Linked DNA regions of Mus musculus: regions 1, 2, 3 and 4 are each linked to region 5. The links are chromatin contacts, called in public promoter capture Hi-C maps. All regions are on one chromosome and are shown on one strand. The core of a region is the stretch at or near the end of the contact, and the rest is flanking DNA. Distances in the headings are between cores, read along the strand shown. Region 1 holds the start of Prokr2 (prokineticin receptor 2). Region 2 overlaps Cds2 (CDP-diacylglycerol synthase (phosphatidate cytidylyltransferase) 2). Region 3 has its middle 53 kb from the start of Gm46766. Region 4 holds the start of 4921508D12Rik (RIKEN cDNA 4921508D12 gene). Region 5 holds the start of Shld1 (shieldin complex subunit 1).

Evidence for each region. Promoter capture Hi-C pulls out the DNA fragments that hold promoters and counts their contacts.
Region 1: a contact with region 5 is called in a promoter capture Hi-C map of embryonic stem cells. The contact joins the promoter of Prokr2 here to the promoter of Shld1 in region 5. A contact is called at or near these places in 5 of 39 promoter capture datasets (the C10 cell line, cranial neural crest, embryonic stem cells and 1 more), 5 of 484 Hi-C or Micro-C datasets (B cells, the G1E-ER4 cell line, Sertoli cells and 2 more) and 1 of 115 datasets of contacts at active chromatin or transcription factors (embryonic stem cells).
Region 2: a promoter capture Hi-C map of liver shows a contact between it and region 5. The contact joins the enhancer-like site here to the promoter of Shld1 in region 5. A contact is called at or near these places in 12 of 39 promoter capture datasets (the C10 cell line, the HPC-7 cell line, cranial neural crest and 8 more), 15 of 484 Hi-C or Micro-C datasets (B cells, the G1E-ER4 cell line, Sertoli cells and 10 more), 19 of 115 datasets of contacts at active chromatin or transcription factors (the SCID.adh cell line, bone marrow-derived macrophages, effector CD8 T cells and 14 more) and 3 of 9 other capture datasets (adipose tissue, liver and macrophages).
Region 3: a promoter capture Hi-C map of hippocampal neurons shows a contact between it and region 5, with 4 times the contacts expected there. The contact joins the enhancer-like site here to the promoter of Shld1 in region 5. A contact is called at or near these places in 13 of 39 promoter capture datasets (the 3T3-L1 cell line, the C10 cell line, the HPC-7 cell line and 9 more), 1 of 15 datasets of contacts at CTCF or cohesin (the NIH/3T3 cell line), 6 of 484 Hi-C or Micro-C datasets (B cells, bone marrow-derived macrophages, embryonic somatosensory cortex and 3 more), 9 of 115 datasets of contacts at active chromatin or transcription factors (embryonic forebrain, embryonic stem cells, large pre-B cells and 3 more) and 2 of 9 other capture datasets (liver and macrophages).
Region 4: a contact with region 5 is called in a promoter capture Hi-C map of stem cell-derived epiblast-like cells, with 2.6 times the contacts expected there. The contact joins the promoter of 4921508D12Rik here to the promoter of Shld1 in region 5. A contact is called at or near these places in 5 of 39 promoter capture datasets (the 3T3-L1 cell line, cranial neural crest, hippocampal neurons and 2 more).

Annotation. Positions count from the first base shown.
Region 1 is chr2:132,384,152-132,386,851 of GRCm38.p6, forward strand. It overlaps Prokr2 (prokineticin receptor 2), which reads right to left and starts at 1,296. Exons shown (of 3, transcript NM_144944.3): 1 at 1,105-1,296.
Region 2 is chr2:132,275,171-132,277,870 of GRCm38.p6, forward strand. All of the region lies in intron 1 of Cds2 (CDP-diacylglycerol synthase (phosphatidate cytidylyltransferase) 2), which reads left to right. Among named protein-coding and RNA genes, the nearest start is that of Gm46766, 13 kb to the left of the region's middle. Within about 2 kb of position 1,276, at least 4 of the 459 cell types and tissues checked have an H3K27ac peak or open chromatin away from gene starts, as enhancers often do. A contact at or near this core is called in hepatocytes and liver, where this site is marked.
Region 3 is chr2:132,314,973-132,317,672 of GRCm38.p6, forward strand. No RefSeq gene overlaps it. Among named protein-coding and RNA genes, the nearest start is that of Gm46766, 53 kb to the left of the region's middle. Within about 2 kb of position 1,254, at least 30 of the 459 cell types and tissues checked have an H3K27ac peak or open chromatin away from gene starts, as enhancers often do. A contact at or near this core is called in B cells, hippocampal neurons and regulatory T cells, where this site is marked.
Region 4 is chr2:132,423,433-132,426,132 of GRCm38.p6, forward strand. 4921508D12Rik (RIKEN cDNA 4921508D12 gene) reads left to right here and starts at 1,309. Exons shown (of 4, transcript NR_045802.1): 1 at 1,309-1,433.
Region 5 is chr2:132,685,602-132,688,301 of GRCm38.p6, forward strand. It overlaps Shld1 (shieldin complex subunit 1), which reads left to right and starts at 1,330. Exons shown (of 3, transcript NM_001358260.1): 1 at 1,330-1,380.

The DNA of each region.
Region 1 (2,700 bases), core at 46-2,545, 300 kb before region 5:
AAACCCAGGGTCGTGTAAGAAATTCTCTGGTGAATGAGGTCTTTCTAAATGGAAAAATTTAAGAAGCCCTGCTCTAGGATAAATCCTTTCTCCCCAGGTTGACCCCATGACTCTGGATCAGCTTCCGGACTCCTTCCTTAGGTTCCCAGATTCCCAACCACAGCCAACCCCGACTAAGGAGGAACTGAGCCTCGTCACAGTCTGTGTCTTTTGAAGTGGCTGCTTGAGACCAGATTGAATTGATAACAGCCTCCTAAGAGTGGGTGGGGGATGACCAGGGAGTTTAGGGGCTGTCCATTGCTTGAGAACTCCCTTATAATCCTAGTGTCCCGAGACATCCACAGAAGGGAGACAAAATAGAGTCTCCAAAATGCTAGCTCCCAGGAGGTAGCTGCTATGGGGCAAGCGAGGGGCTGGAGAGAGGACTCCAGCCTGACTTAGTCTGTCTCAATGAACTGCCTTCCTCTCCCACCTCAGCACACCAGCCAGTGCGGGAGCTACGGGAGCAACGGGTAAGGGTAGCAAGAAGCTATCAAACTGGATAGCGAGGTCTGCCCAGTTTTACGAGGGAGAGCGCTGGGGGACAGGAATCGCCACTCTGCCGGCGTTAGTGAAACCCCGATTTGCTACACAGGAATCAGCCGCACGCTCCACCCTACCTGAAAAGCGGGGTTCCAGTGGAGTCTGGATCCCAGTGTCCTCCCTCTGGGGCGTCTATTGGTCTCCCAAAGATCGCCACCGGGGACCAATAAGCGGGAGTTCCAGCCGCCTTCTCATCACCAGCCCGTAGACTGTGGGAAGAGGGAGCCCGTTTGAAGGTTCCCACGTCTCTCACTCACTCAGTGCAACACTGGTACAGGATTAGGTACCCAGTGGGGAATTTAAGCTCAAGAAACAAAGCCGGGCACCAGAGGTGCCTGCAGGGCGCAGGAAACACGCAGATACCCCCACCCTTGTCCGTACGCCTTCCACTGAGTCCGCGATTTCGGGGCTCCACTCCAGTCCCCTAGTCCCCAATCCCAGGGTTCGGAGGTAGGAGGTGATCTCCTGGAACAGACGCGGAGTGCCCCCAAGTCCGCCCGCCCGCCGCAACCCGGTACTCACTTGCCTCGGTGCTTTCAGGGACGCACTCCCTGGCCGGTGGCGCCACCATAGGTGGGCGCGGCCCGGGCTCTGGGAACACTAGCTCTGGTTGAGGCTTGCCTACTTGGTGGGCGTGTGTCGCTTGGTCCTGCTCTCCTCGCATCAGTCTTTCTGGAGTTGCTGCTTCGCTCTGCAGCTCATCCAACAGCCCCGGACCCAGCCCAGGTGTCCCGCCCCTCCCGGCGCCCGACTCCGCCCCCCGAGACCCGCCTGCCTCCTAGATCTACTGAATTAGGGTCTCAGACTTCCGGGTGGTCCTTCCAAGGGTTTTGTAAGCTCTTGAACCCGTTGTGACCTCAGCAGCTGGCCATCCTTGAGACGGAGCACTGTCCTCTGCAAGCATTTGTGGCTTCCACTAAGTGTGCAGAGTTGGAGTGTGTGTGTGTGTGTGTGTGTGTGTGTGTGTGTGTGTGTATGTGTGTGTCTACAAGTTCCCAGAGCCAGCAAGTAAGGGGTGAAGCCTAGTCTTCCCTTAGAAGTGATGCAGGAGAGGCCCCCCATATGCAATCCAGACCTTAAGAGGCAAAGCTGGAAATTAGTGGTGGCATGGCTTGCCCTGCATGAAACTTCAATTCTGAGGTTCTGGTCTAAACTGGGATGATCTTTCCTGTAGTGTCCTTGGCTATTCAAAGACAATCCGAGTCTAACCTCCAGCCTATCTGAGGCTACCCAGAGCCCCTACTTTATTTCCAGAGGAGTTATTTTATTTCTCCCAGAAATAAAATTACCCCCACTAAAGCAGGAACTGTGTGCTGGCCACAGAGAACATTTTCTAAATGAGACCTGTCCGATAAGCTGACAATTTAAACTACCCATATAGAGGACTTGGAAAAGTATTTGGAATTGGTCATTCTGTGGTTCTGCCTGTCCTACCTTATGTGAAACTAACCCACTGTCCTGCCCTCCTGTATCCTCTTCGCTGCTACGATGGAGTCAGGAGGCCTGGCTTCTTTCCTCCCAGGGACAGGCTGTGGTTCGGCTGGCGCGGTGGCTGGTAAGTACATCGTCCAGACTGCAGGAAAGGCTTTGCTGTTTTGCTTTGGTTTTGTACAAAGCAAAGTGGAGTTGACTGACACTGTAGCCGGATTTCTGAACATCCTCTTTAGGTCATTCTTTCAAAGGTGCTTGCTTATCAACTTCAGCTATTGGCTTCAACTCTCCTGACCCACGTCTACCCGCACACCCCTTTATATGGGACAAACAGACCCTCTGGTGTACTCACAGCATTCTCCAAGGTAGATTTAGGTCAGGGTCTCATTCAGACAGATCAAGAAGCCCATAGTTGTCATGCTAGCAACTTGATGTCCTGATCTCAACATAATAGACTTGTCAGGGAACCAGCATGGGGTGAAGCCATGAATCTTGGGTGAGTAGGGGAATTGAAAGATTGGAGATTTCTCAGTATACAGTTGAAGACTACTTTGTGTCCTAACTTTGGCACATGAGAAGTCCTAGGAGATGAACCATAGTAACCCCTATGCTACACACACACACACACACACACACACACACACACACACACACACACGCCGCCACCACCACCACAAAGTGTGTTCC
Region 2 (2,700 bases), core at 26-2,525, 410 kb before region 5:
GCCGGGTGTGGTAAAAGCCAGCATGCCTATTAATCCCAGTACTGAGGAGACAGATCTCTGTGAGTCTGAGGAAAGCCTGGTCTACATAGTGAGCTTCAGGAGTGAGAGCCTGCCTCAAACAAACAAAACAAACAAACAAACAAACAAACAGAAACCTAAAACAAAAGGAGTGTTCTTGCTGTGTTCAGACTTGCTCTGAACTCTCAAGCAGTCCTCTACAAGGCCTTAGTAGCTGGAACTATAGGCACATTCCTTCTTAGGCTCTTTTTTATTGTACTGTAAATAAACTTAACTTTCTTTAACATTTTTTTTTTTTTTCCTTTTTAAGAGTCTTACTATGCAGCATTCACTGTCTTGGAGCTCATAGAGATTCACCTGCTTCTGTCTTGCTAGTGCTGGAGTTAAAGGTGTAAACTACAGTGCAAGGCTTAACTGCTGTCTTCGTTGTTTGTTTGTCTTAAAGATTTTTATTTTGCTTGTGTGTGCATGGCCAGTGGCTGCATGGGCTTGTGTGTGCATGGGCCAGTGACTGCAGTGGCTGCAGAGACCAGAAGAGGGCGCTGGATTCCCTAGAGCTGGAGTTCTAGGCAAATTAGGAGACATTCAATGGATGCTGGGAAACGAACTCTGGTCCTCTGTAAGAGCAGTGAGCATCTTAACTGCCAAGCCATCTCTCCAGTCCTGAACACTTTTCCTTACAGTTCCACGAGGTGTTGGTTTTCTTTCCAGCTGCATTTCCATTTGCTTTGTTGGGGCACTTTATCCATTCTGGAAATGAATCCCATGTCAGGTATGTTTTATAGAAAGTCTTCATTCTCTTAAGAGTTCAAGAAACAGAAGGTTAGCTGGGCATGGTGGTACACACCTCAGGAGGCAGAGGCAGAGGCAGGTGGATCTCTGAGTTTGAGGTCAGCGTGGTCTACAGAGAGAGTTCCAGGACAGCCATGGCTATACAGAGAAATCCTGTCTCGAAAAACCAAAAAAAAAAAAAAAAAAAAAAAAAAAAGAAACAGAAGTTCAGAAGTTCATGTCTTTGTCTCCACAGGCACCTGCACTTAAATGCACAAACCCTGCCACACACGAGCATGTAATGACAAGAAAAGGAAAAGGCACTAAAGATACTTAGAGCCCAGCCGGGGCAGATCCACAGTCCCAGCTACTTTGGATCCTGAGGCAGTGGGTTTGTAGAGAGTTCTGGGCCAGCCTGGGCACTTTAGTGTGACTGTCTCAAACTTAAAAAGGCTGCGGATGTTAGCTCAGTGGAAAGGTATTTGCTTGACCTGTGTGAGGCCCTGGGTTTACACTCTAGCACCAGAAATCAGTTAGTCAGGCCAGTATCAGTACCTGTCATCAGAGCACTGATAATTAAAGCCTATGATGAAATATATCCATCTAAATGTCTAAAACTGAAAAGGGCTGAAAGTACTAAGAGTTTACATAAGTCGGGTCAGTGCATTATTTGGGAGGGTGAAGTGCTGCAAGTGCTGTAGGACATTGTTGATTTGTGTGGAAGCTAAGTATACCCAGACCAGCCAGGGTCCGAGGCGTGCACCCTCTAGGGATACCTCTGTAACCCTAGCATTGGAAGCAGGGAGGGTTCACGGTCACCTGACCTACATAGTGGCCATACTTGAGGCCAGCATGGGTTGTATGAAACCCTGTCACAAAACAACAATAACACTCCTCCATTGTATGATCAAGCTTTTTCAATCATAGGTGATTGACTGCCTGATAGAAATTCTATATTCAGAGCCTCTGGAGAACAAATTTAATATATAGTATTTATTCAACGTAAGCCATGCAGTAGTCAGTGTTGCAAATAGTGCTGTTGTCAATACAAGTAGGCAGGGTCTTTATGTAGCTCCAGCTGCCCCAGAACTAACTCACTGTGTTCTGCCTGGCCCTGAATCCACCTGCCTCTGCCTGCTGAGTGCTGGGATCAAAGGCATACACCATCACGCCTGGCTCTGCTCACAATGCTTTTAGTGTATAGCCAGAACCTAAGTCATTCTAATTTTTTTTTTTTTGAGGAACCACATTACTTGTATTCTTGTATTTCAGAAATTTCTCAGTTTTAATTTATAACATGGCAAGTTTTGATAGATCTACATAAATAAGTAATAAAGACCTTAGTAATTAAGAGCAGCCACTATAATGAACGAAGCATGTGCCTTGCTTGTCATGGAGCAGAGGACTGAAGCTGTCACTGTCTTGGGTATAAAAGTGATGGTGTGCGATCCATCAGATCTTGAGCACAGTGACACACGCCCGCTGCTCCCAGTGTTTGGTTTGGATGGCATTGCAGTGATGGTACAGTTTCCCTGAGTACCGGTGATACTGTCCGTCACTCTTTAGTTGTCCTGTAGACTCTGGACAGTCAAGCTGTGGGCGAGTGACACTTCATTATAAACAAGACTTAATTGGAGCTGTTATGAGATATTTCATTTAAATATTGGATCTGTGTTTTAAAAATATTTACGTATTTATTTTTGTGTGTGTGTGAGTGTGCCTGAGACCAGAGGAGGATGGGGAATTCTCTGGAGATGGAGTTACAAGTGGTTGTAAGCCACCCCCACATTGGATGCTGGGAACCAACATTCAGGTCCTCTGGAAGAGCAACAAGTGTTCTAACTACCGAGTCTTTGTTTTTTGTTTTTTAATGAAGTACAGTATCTCACCATCTTATTGCTGCAGAGAACA
Region 3 (2,700 bases), core at 4-2,503, 370 kb before region 5:
TGGGCTTACAGTTGCAGAGGGGTAAGAAAGAGTCCAGGATGGAGGGGCGGCAGCAGGCGGCAGCCATGGTGGCTGGAGCAGAAGCTAATGGCTCACAAGCACAAGGCAGAGACAGGGAATTGGTAATGGTGTGTGGCTTTGAAACCTTTTAGCCCACCGTAGTGACAGACTTCCTCCACTAGGGCCACACCTAAACCGTACTAACCGGGGACCGAGTGTTCAAACATCCGAGTCCATGGTGGGTGGTTCTCATTCAGATCACCACACTGTCCGTCATCTAGTATGTATGTATGTATGTATGTATGTATGTAAGCATGTATGTATCCACCCAACTACATATCAGTTATTTATCTACCTACTTACCTATCATCTACCTATCCACCTACCTATCATCTATTTATCTATCTATTGTCCGACCTATCTATCTAATTATTATTTATCTATGTACGTGCCTACTTAACCTACCTATCATCTGTGTACCCTCTTACCTATCATACATTATCCATCTGCCTGCCTGCCTGCCTACGTTCTTACCTAAAAAGGTATCTGATTCTCCAAAGTAAGAAGACACCCAGAAAGCCAAGTAGAGAGAACCAGAGGGACCTGCTGGGGTGAGAAGTCGGGTTACACGATTGAATTTGGTTAGTGGATAGATGAGTGTTTATAGCAATAAAAGAAGTGTTTTGTTTTGTATGGAGTCCTCGATACACAGAAGAATTCTTGAGAAGTGGCCACCTTTAATCCTGACTATTTGTAAAGGAGAATGGCCTGGGGGTACATGCCAGGTCGTCTATCTCTGAGCTACATTCTCATTTCCTATACGATTTTTATACACATGTACAATTTTATAATATGTGCAATTTTGAGAGGCCCTGTAGTAGATTGGAGAACAAGAAATGCCTCCCTTCTGCCTCTGCCTGCCCCATCTTCCATTTGATGGAAATGCTGTCCCTGGTCTCTGCAGTTTGAGAGGCCTGAGTAAAACTCAGTTCCTATATGCATGCATGAGTGTTACAGCAATTAATGAAAAAAAAAAAAAGACCACACATTTGAAAGAGAGCAAGAGGTGGTATACGGGAGGGTTTGGAGTGAGAAAAGGGAAGGGGAAATGATGTGAGTATCTAAAAAAAACCATAACAGTAATAACAATAAACTCCAAACCAGCCAACCAAATCAAAACTGCAGTACTCTTTGCAGTCAGGCAGTGCTGCCAAAAGCCCAGGAGAGGGCAGCAGTGAACCAGGAGTCAGGCTCAAGCGCTCCAGCTCAGGACACAGTTGAGTAAGATCCAGGCCCAACCTCACTGTTTTCTTCTGCGTTGATGAGACTGCTCAACCACTTAGCCTCCTCTGCATGAAGCAGAGGTAGCTGAGAAAATATGCAAAGCCCTGCTCCAGTTGCTAGCAGCCGATAGTCACTGGCCAGAAGCTTCTGTTTGTCATGGGATCAGCGTGGTCTGAGGAGTGAATGCCTTTCTATGCAAAAGAAAGAACTGGCCTCAGTATTCCAGGGAAATTGGTGCTGTATTGCAACTGTTTGCACCCAGAAGGAATGTTTTGTCTCGGGAACAGAGAGGAGGGCAGGCTATAACTACCAGAGCTGACTTAGCTCAGGCAGCCTAGGGCGCATTAGGATGCCACCTGAACATCTCATGGCCTTGTTCCGATTCCCAGCCAGTGCTGGGCCTCCCTCACAGATCTCCTTGCACACCTGTAGAGGTGGAATGGCTTGTCCTTTCTGTTTCAGTTGGGGGATTGCTGACTGGCTGTGTGGCACTGGGCAGGTTACTAGCCCTGTCTGTGCTACCCCTTCTTCAGTGTAAAATGAGTAATGCAGTGTCTACCTGCATTAGTTATATTTCCTCATGGTATAATGCAGAGGCTCTCAACCTCCCTACTGCTGTGACCCTGTAATACAGTTCCTCATTGTGGTGGTTTGAAGAGGTTTGGATCCATAGATTCATGTGTTTCAATATTTGGCCAAGAGATTGGCACTATTAAGAGGTATGGCCTTGGGCTGGAGAGATGGCTCAGCGGTTAAGAGCACTGACTGTTCTTCCAGAGGTCCTGAATTCAATTCCCAGCAACTACATGGTGGCTCACAACCATCTGTAAAGGGATCTGATGCCCTCTTCTGGTGTGTCTAAAGATGGCTACAGTTTATTCGTCATATATATATATATATATATATATATATATATATAAAATAAAAATTAAAAAAAAGAGAGGTATGGCCTTAGCCAGGCAGTGGTGGCACACGACTTTAATCCTAGCACTTAGGAGGCAAAGGCAGGCAGATTTCTGAGTTCAAGACCAGCCTGGTCTACAGAGTGAGTTCCAGGACAGCCAGGGTTTATACAGAGAAATCTGTCTCAAAAAAAAAAAAAAAAAAAAAAAAAAGGTGTGGCCTTGTTGGAGTGGGTGTGGCCTTGCTGGTGGAAGTGTGTCACAGTATAGACAGTCTTTGAGGTCTCATAAATAAGTTCAAGCTACACCCAGTGCACAACAGAGTCTCCCCTGGCTGCCTGAGGAAGACAGTCTCTTCTACTGCCTTCTGATGAAGATGTAGAACTCTCAGCTCCTCCAGCACCAAGTTTGCCTGCATGCTGCCATGCTTCCTACCATGATGATAGTGAACTAAACTTCTGAGACTGTAAGCCAGCCCCAGTTAAATGTTTGCTTTTGTCTAACTAAGGAAGTG
Region 4 (2,700 bases), core at 59-2,558, 260 kb before region 5:
CAAGACCCTGTTCCCCCCTAAAGTCCTCAGCCATCTCCTGCAGCACGGAGCAGCTCTGGGAATTAGTGAGTTAATATTGGCAATATTAGAACAGTACCTGGCAGGCAGTCATCACATCTCAGTCTGCCAGGAAGCTTGGCGGCTTGCTAGTGTCTGGGAGAGCACCGCTTCCTTACAAGACAGGGTTTCCCCTGCTCTGTGTGTGCACTGCAGATGGCAGGATGAGCTTCAGGATAATCAATTACTTCCTCCCACCCCCTAAGCACCAGGTGCTGCATTATAGGGCAAATGGCTCCTGTGGAATGCAACAGTTCTCTTTAGAAGAGAAAGAAATGCTCAATCAAGCTGCTGTTATCACCTCACAAAGAGCCAGATGCTGTTGGGCCTGGCAGCCAGTGCCATCCGCAAGGGACTGGCATGGCATGGCTTTATACACTGGACTAGAAACCAGGCGTCTGGGCTGACGGTTAGCAGTCCTAGACGTAGCTTCCTGTATCAACTGCACAGAGCACAGCTAGGCTCAGGAAAGTTAATAGCCAGAGGGGAGCAGAACTGCAAGGGTTAAAATGCATTGACTAATTTTACAAAATATGAAAAGGGCCTGGAGAGGTGGCTCAGTGGTTGAGAGCTTTGGTGCTCCTTCAGAGGACCTGGGTTTGGTTCCCAGCACCCATATGTCAATCAAATCTGTAACTCTAGTGCCAGAATATGCATGTCCTCTTTCTGCCTCCTCGGGGACCAAGAACCGTATATACATATCCCAGAAAACCACACAGACAGAATAAAAATAAATATTTTTTTTAAAAAAGCTAGGTGATGTGAGGGGTATGGAGGTCAACCTTGTGAAGGAAAATGTGGGCTGGAGAGGGAGGAGCCACAGGCTCCTGAGACTCCTTGAAGAGTCCTGATCTGTTGTACAGGGCATTAGATCTAAGATGGCTACCAGAAAACCAGTGAGACAGCAAAAAAGGAACTGAGGCAAGGGCAGTGGCTGCTTCCCCCATCTTCACGGAAGTCCCAACAGGGGATGATGCTCCCCACACACCTTCATCAGGCAGGGCTTTCACTGGAGCATGGTGACAGTGTGGCAAGATACGATTGGCTGAAGATCTACCGGGCTTGGGATTGGCTCAAACACTGTGTATAAGCTTATGTGCAATAAACTCAGGTCTATACCCTGATGCTGGTCTCCAGAGTCTGATTTCCCAGGATTCCTCACATGACTCCACGGCTTATAACACCTTCCACCCTCATCCTCTGGATTGTTCCCACAGGGTAGGGATGGGGGTGGGGCTGGAGAGATGGCTCAACGGTCAAGAGCTCTTAATCACTGAACCTATCTTGCCATTCCTTGAATGAATGAATTTTTAATCAAGCTTAAAATCCAGGAGAAATAAAACCGAGGAAACAAGTTGCTATGGATGAGAGCAAACGTGAGTAAGAAAAACTGGCTAGTTGTGACTGTTGATGAAGTTTCTTGTTGCAGCTGTTTTGTTGTTTTATTTTGGAGACCAGATCTCAGACTGTAGCACTGGTTGGTCTAGAATTCACTACGTTAGCCCAGGATGGCCTTGACTTTATGGCGTTCCTCTTGCCTCTCTCACTCAAGGGCTGAAACTATAGCCTGAGCCACCATGCCTGGGCTGAAAATCTGCTTAGAAAAACATAAATAAAATCGAACATGTGCTAGATAATTGGTCAGAAACAAGGAGAAAACGTACAATATTAGAAATGTCAAAAGGCTGAGTTCAAGGCCAGCCTGGTCTACAGAGTGAGTTCCAGGATAGCCAGGGCTACACAGAGAAACCCTGTCTCAAAAAAAAAAAAAAAAAAAAAAAAAAAAAGAAAGAAAGAAAGAAAGAAAGATAGATAGAAAGAGAGAAAGAAAAGTAAGAATCATCAAAATGGGAAACTTTTTAAAAATCAATGGAGTACTTTGAATAACTCTACGTAAACACATTTGATAACCTTGATGAAATAAGTGCATTTATACAAAAATACAATTCACCAATTGACTCCAATGGAGAAGGCAGAGCGTGTAATCTTTCATGGTAACTGGTTACTCAGAGAGAGTTATTTAAGTAAATTGTAGTGACGGATATCTGAGAGAAATCTTCCCCAAAGCATAATCCATCAGGATTGAGAAAATGCCGTCAGCAGCCAATTAAGCAAGGAAACTGCTCCGGCTGCTGCTGCTGCTGCGGCTGCGGCTGCTTCTGCTGCTTTATTAATAATCCAAGAAATAGTTTAGTTTTGATGGATGATCCCAGCCTGGAATTAGCGTGAGTCAGGACCAGAGTTAATCCACACTCCATGGTCACCAAAGTCCACAGGGACTTTAGCCCCAGAGTTGACAGTTGGCATCAAGCCTGTTATGAGCAATGACAGAGAATGTCAGTGACAGTCGTGCCTGTGATGTGTCCAAGGAGACACTCTGCAGCTACCCCAGTTACTCAGAGATGTCCTGTTCCCTGATGGACTAAGATTCTCAGTCACTTTGTTGTGCCTTCCCATGACAGCATTAGATCCAGAACTGTTTTTTTGTTTTGTTTTGTTTTTGTTTTTGTTTTTGTTTTTGTTTTTGTTTTTTTGTTTTTGTTTTGTTTTGTTTTGTTTTGTTTGACATGGTTTCTCTGTGTGGCCCTGGCTGTCCTGGAACTCACTCTATAGACCAGGCTGACCTCAAACTCAAGATCTGCC
Region 5 (2,700 bases), core at 80-2,579:
ATAACTATTTATTTATTTATTTATTTATTTATTTATTTATTTATTTATTTATTTATTTGAGACAGCGTTTTACTATCTATCTATGGCTGGCCTGGAATAGATAACTAGACTAGGATGGCCTTGAGTTCACAGAGAACAGCCTATTTCAGCCACTTGAGCAGTGGATTCTAAAGACATTTATCACCACAACTGGCTCAAGCACAACGCTTAAATATTTTAAAATATTTTCTGTGTGTATGCCTGGTGCCTTTGGAGGTTAGAAAAGGACAATGGGTTCTCTGGAACTGGGTTTAGAAAAGGATGTCAGCTGTCATGTAAACACTGGAAACTGAACCCAGGTCCTCTGGAAGAGCAGCCCATGTTCCTTACTGCTAAACCATCTCTCTAGCCCCTAAAGCAGTAATTTGAAAACATTCCTCTAACTTGCAGGACTCCTAATGTGTGGGGTCTCACCCAAAGGTAGGGATCTGGAGGGGCTGTAAATATACTGGACCCCTCAAGACTATGGTGGGGGAGAAAACCGTCCAATTAAACAGAATTGTTTTAGACTAGCTTTTTACAGTAGTAGGCCCAGTGGACAGAACCAAACTGGAATGGAATCTTTTGTGCTAAGTGCCACTTAAATGAACTTGAAACAAGCTTGCTTTCTCCATAGTTCTGCTCAACACAATCTCCTTTGTTTAAACCTATAAGGATAGTACCCTAGAACTTGGGCTTTTCATTCTCTTTCCATTTCTCCCATAAGAAAATATGGGACGTCTCCCCATAAGCAGATCCATGCTGCTCTAGAACTCTCCACTAGCTCTAGGCTGAGTTTGTTCTGGTTGTGTGCTTTCTTGAGAGGGGTGGAATTTGGGACCAAATTCCAGACACCGATTCACATGCTACGCCATATCCCCAGCCCCTCGAATTTTGTCTTTCAACAGTCAACCCTTTTGTTCTTTTGTGTGGTCCTGAAATTTTAGCCCGAATAGAATCCATGTAACAATATTAAATTATTCTTAATGCTGTCTGAGAGAATTTTGCTAGCCTAAAGCTCCTGATCGTCTTGCCTCACAACGTCCTCCCAAGGCCTCGGGTTCAGACTGTACTTCCAAGGCCAGTTTTCGTCTTATGTCCTTTTTAAGAGACTTTGCATGTTAACAGTTTCCCAGTTTCTTTGGAGTCGGACAAGGACACTTAGAGCAACTAAATATCCCAGATGACCGTCCTGCTGCAGGAGTTCAGGCAAATGCCCTCAGTTAAGATGGCCGCAGCTGACTTGCCTTGACCTTTTCTCGCCTCAGCAAAGACGGGTTCAACAACTTCCTTTTAAACTCTGCTTTTCCCATAACAAAGATGGAGCCAGCGCTTCCGGTTCCGGGCTCTTGCGGTCAGCCGGTGAGTGACACGGGGCTCTGAGAACCTCTGCCGGTTTTTCTGCCGTTCTGGAGGGCGGTGGGAAGGGAGCGGGGAAGCGAGGAGGGAGGGGGAGGAGCGGATGGTTTATTCCGCCGGTTTCCCTGGCACCTGCCCCGCCCCGCCCCTCCGCTCCAAGCTCCGCCCACTGCGCTCTTTTTACCTCGCTCTGGAATTAGTAGAGATCAGGATTAGTTCCAGTCAATTATTTATTTTGGTTTTGTTAAGGCTTTTATGGTTTTGGTTTGCATATATATATAGTCTCTCTACATAGCTATGGTTGTCCTGGAATTCACTATGTCGATCAGGCTGGCCTCGAACTTACAAATAGATCCTCCTTCCTATGCTGGCATTAAAGGCGTGGGCTACCAGGGGTCTATTATAATTTTAAACAGCAGTATTAGTAACTTGATGTTTCCATAAAAATCAAAAGTGTAAACTACAGTCTGTTTTGTACGTTAGCCTAATTGTGCACTTGTGATAACCCTGGACTGTTCTCATCACGCCAAGGAAAACTATTTATTGAGGAACACAGTCCAGAACCAGAGAGCTTCGCTCCGCCCACCACTTGCCCCTACCCCAGTCCTGGGCTATGACCAGAGTGCTGTCTGTCTCTAGGGTTGTTTAATTTGCATTGTATATAAACGGAATCAAAAAAGTATGTGGCTAGATTCTTGGGGCAGGGATTTGCAAAGCTTGTTTTGGGGACTTGAGAGAATTGCATTCCATGGATGACTTAACAATGCCTATCTTTATGGAATCGTATTGCATATTCTTATTTTTATGTTGAAAAGGACCTTCCTGTCTGTTTTCTGAATTTCTCCATCAATTGCCCATCAGTGTGATTCTACTTTGGGACTTACCTTTCTCTTTCACTTCTATGTCTTTGTGTCAATATTCTTGTCTTCATTCCAGGATCTCCATCACATCTGACTTGCACTATTTGTTTTGTTTTGTAGGGATAGTTTGGGCATTAGTAACATCATATTTTATTTTTTATTTTGTTATGTTTTATTTTAGTTTATTTTTAGGACAGGGTCTCACTATGTAGCTCTGGCTGGCCAGGAACTCACTATGTAGTTCAGTGGGCTCTAAACATACAGAGCTGGGCTTATGTCTGCTAGAACTAAAGGCATGGGCCACCACCCCTGCGAATAGCACCATCTTAAGATACTGGCTTCTGGTGCACGAACAAGGAAGGTCTTCCATTTCTTTAGTGCATATTTAACATCTTGTGCATATTTAATACAGCCGTGTTTCATTTCTGTGCCCTTACAAATGGAAAAGGTTCTTAATTTTTCT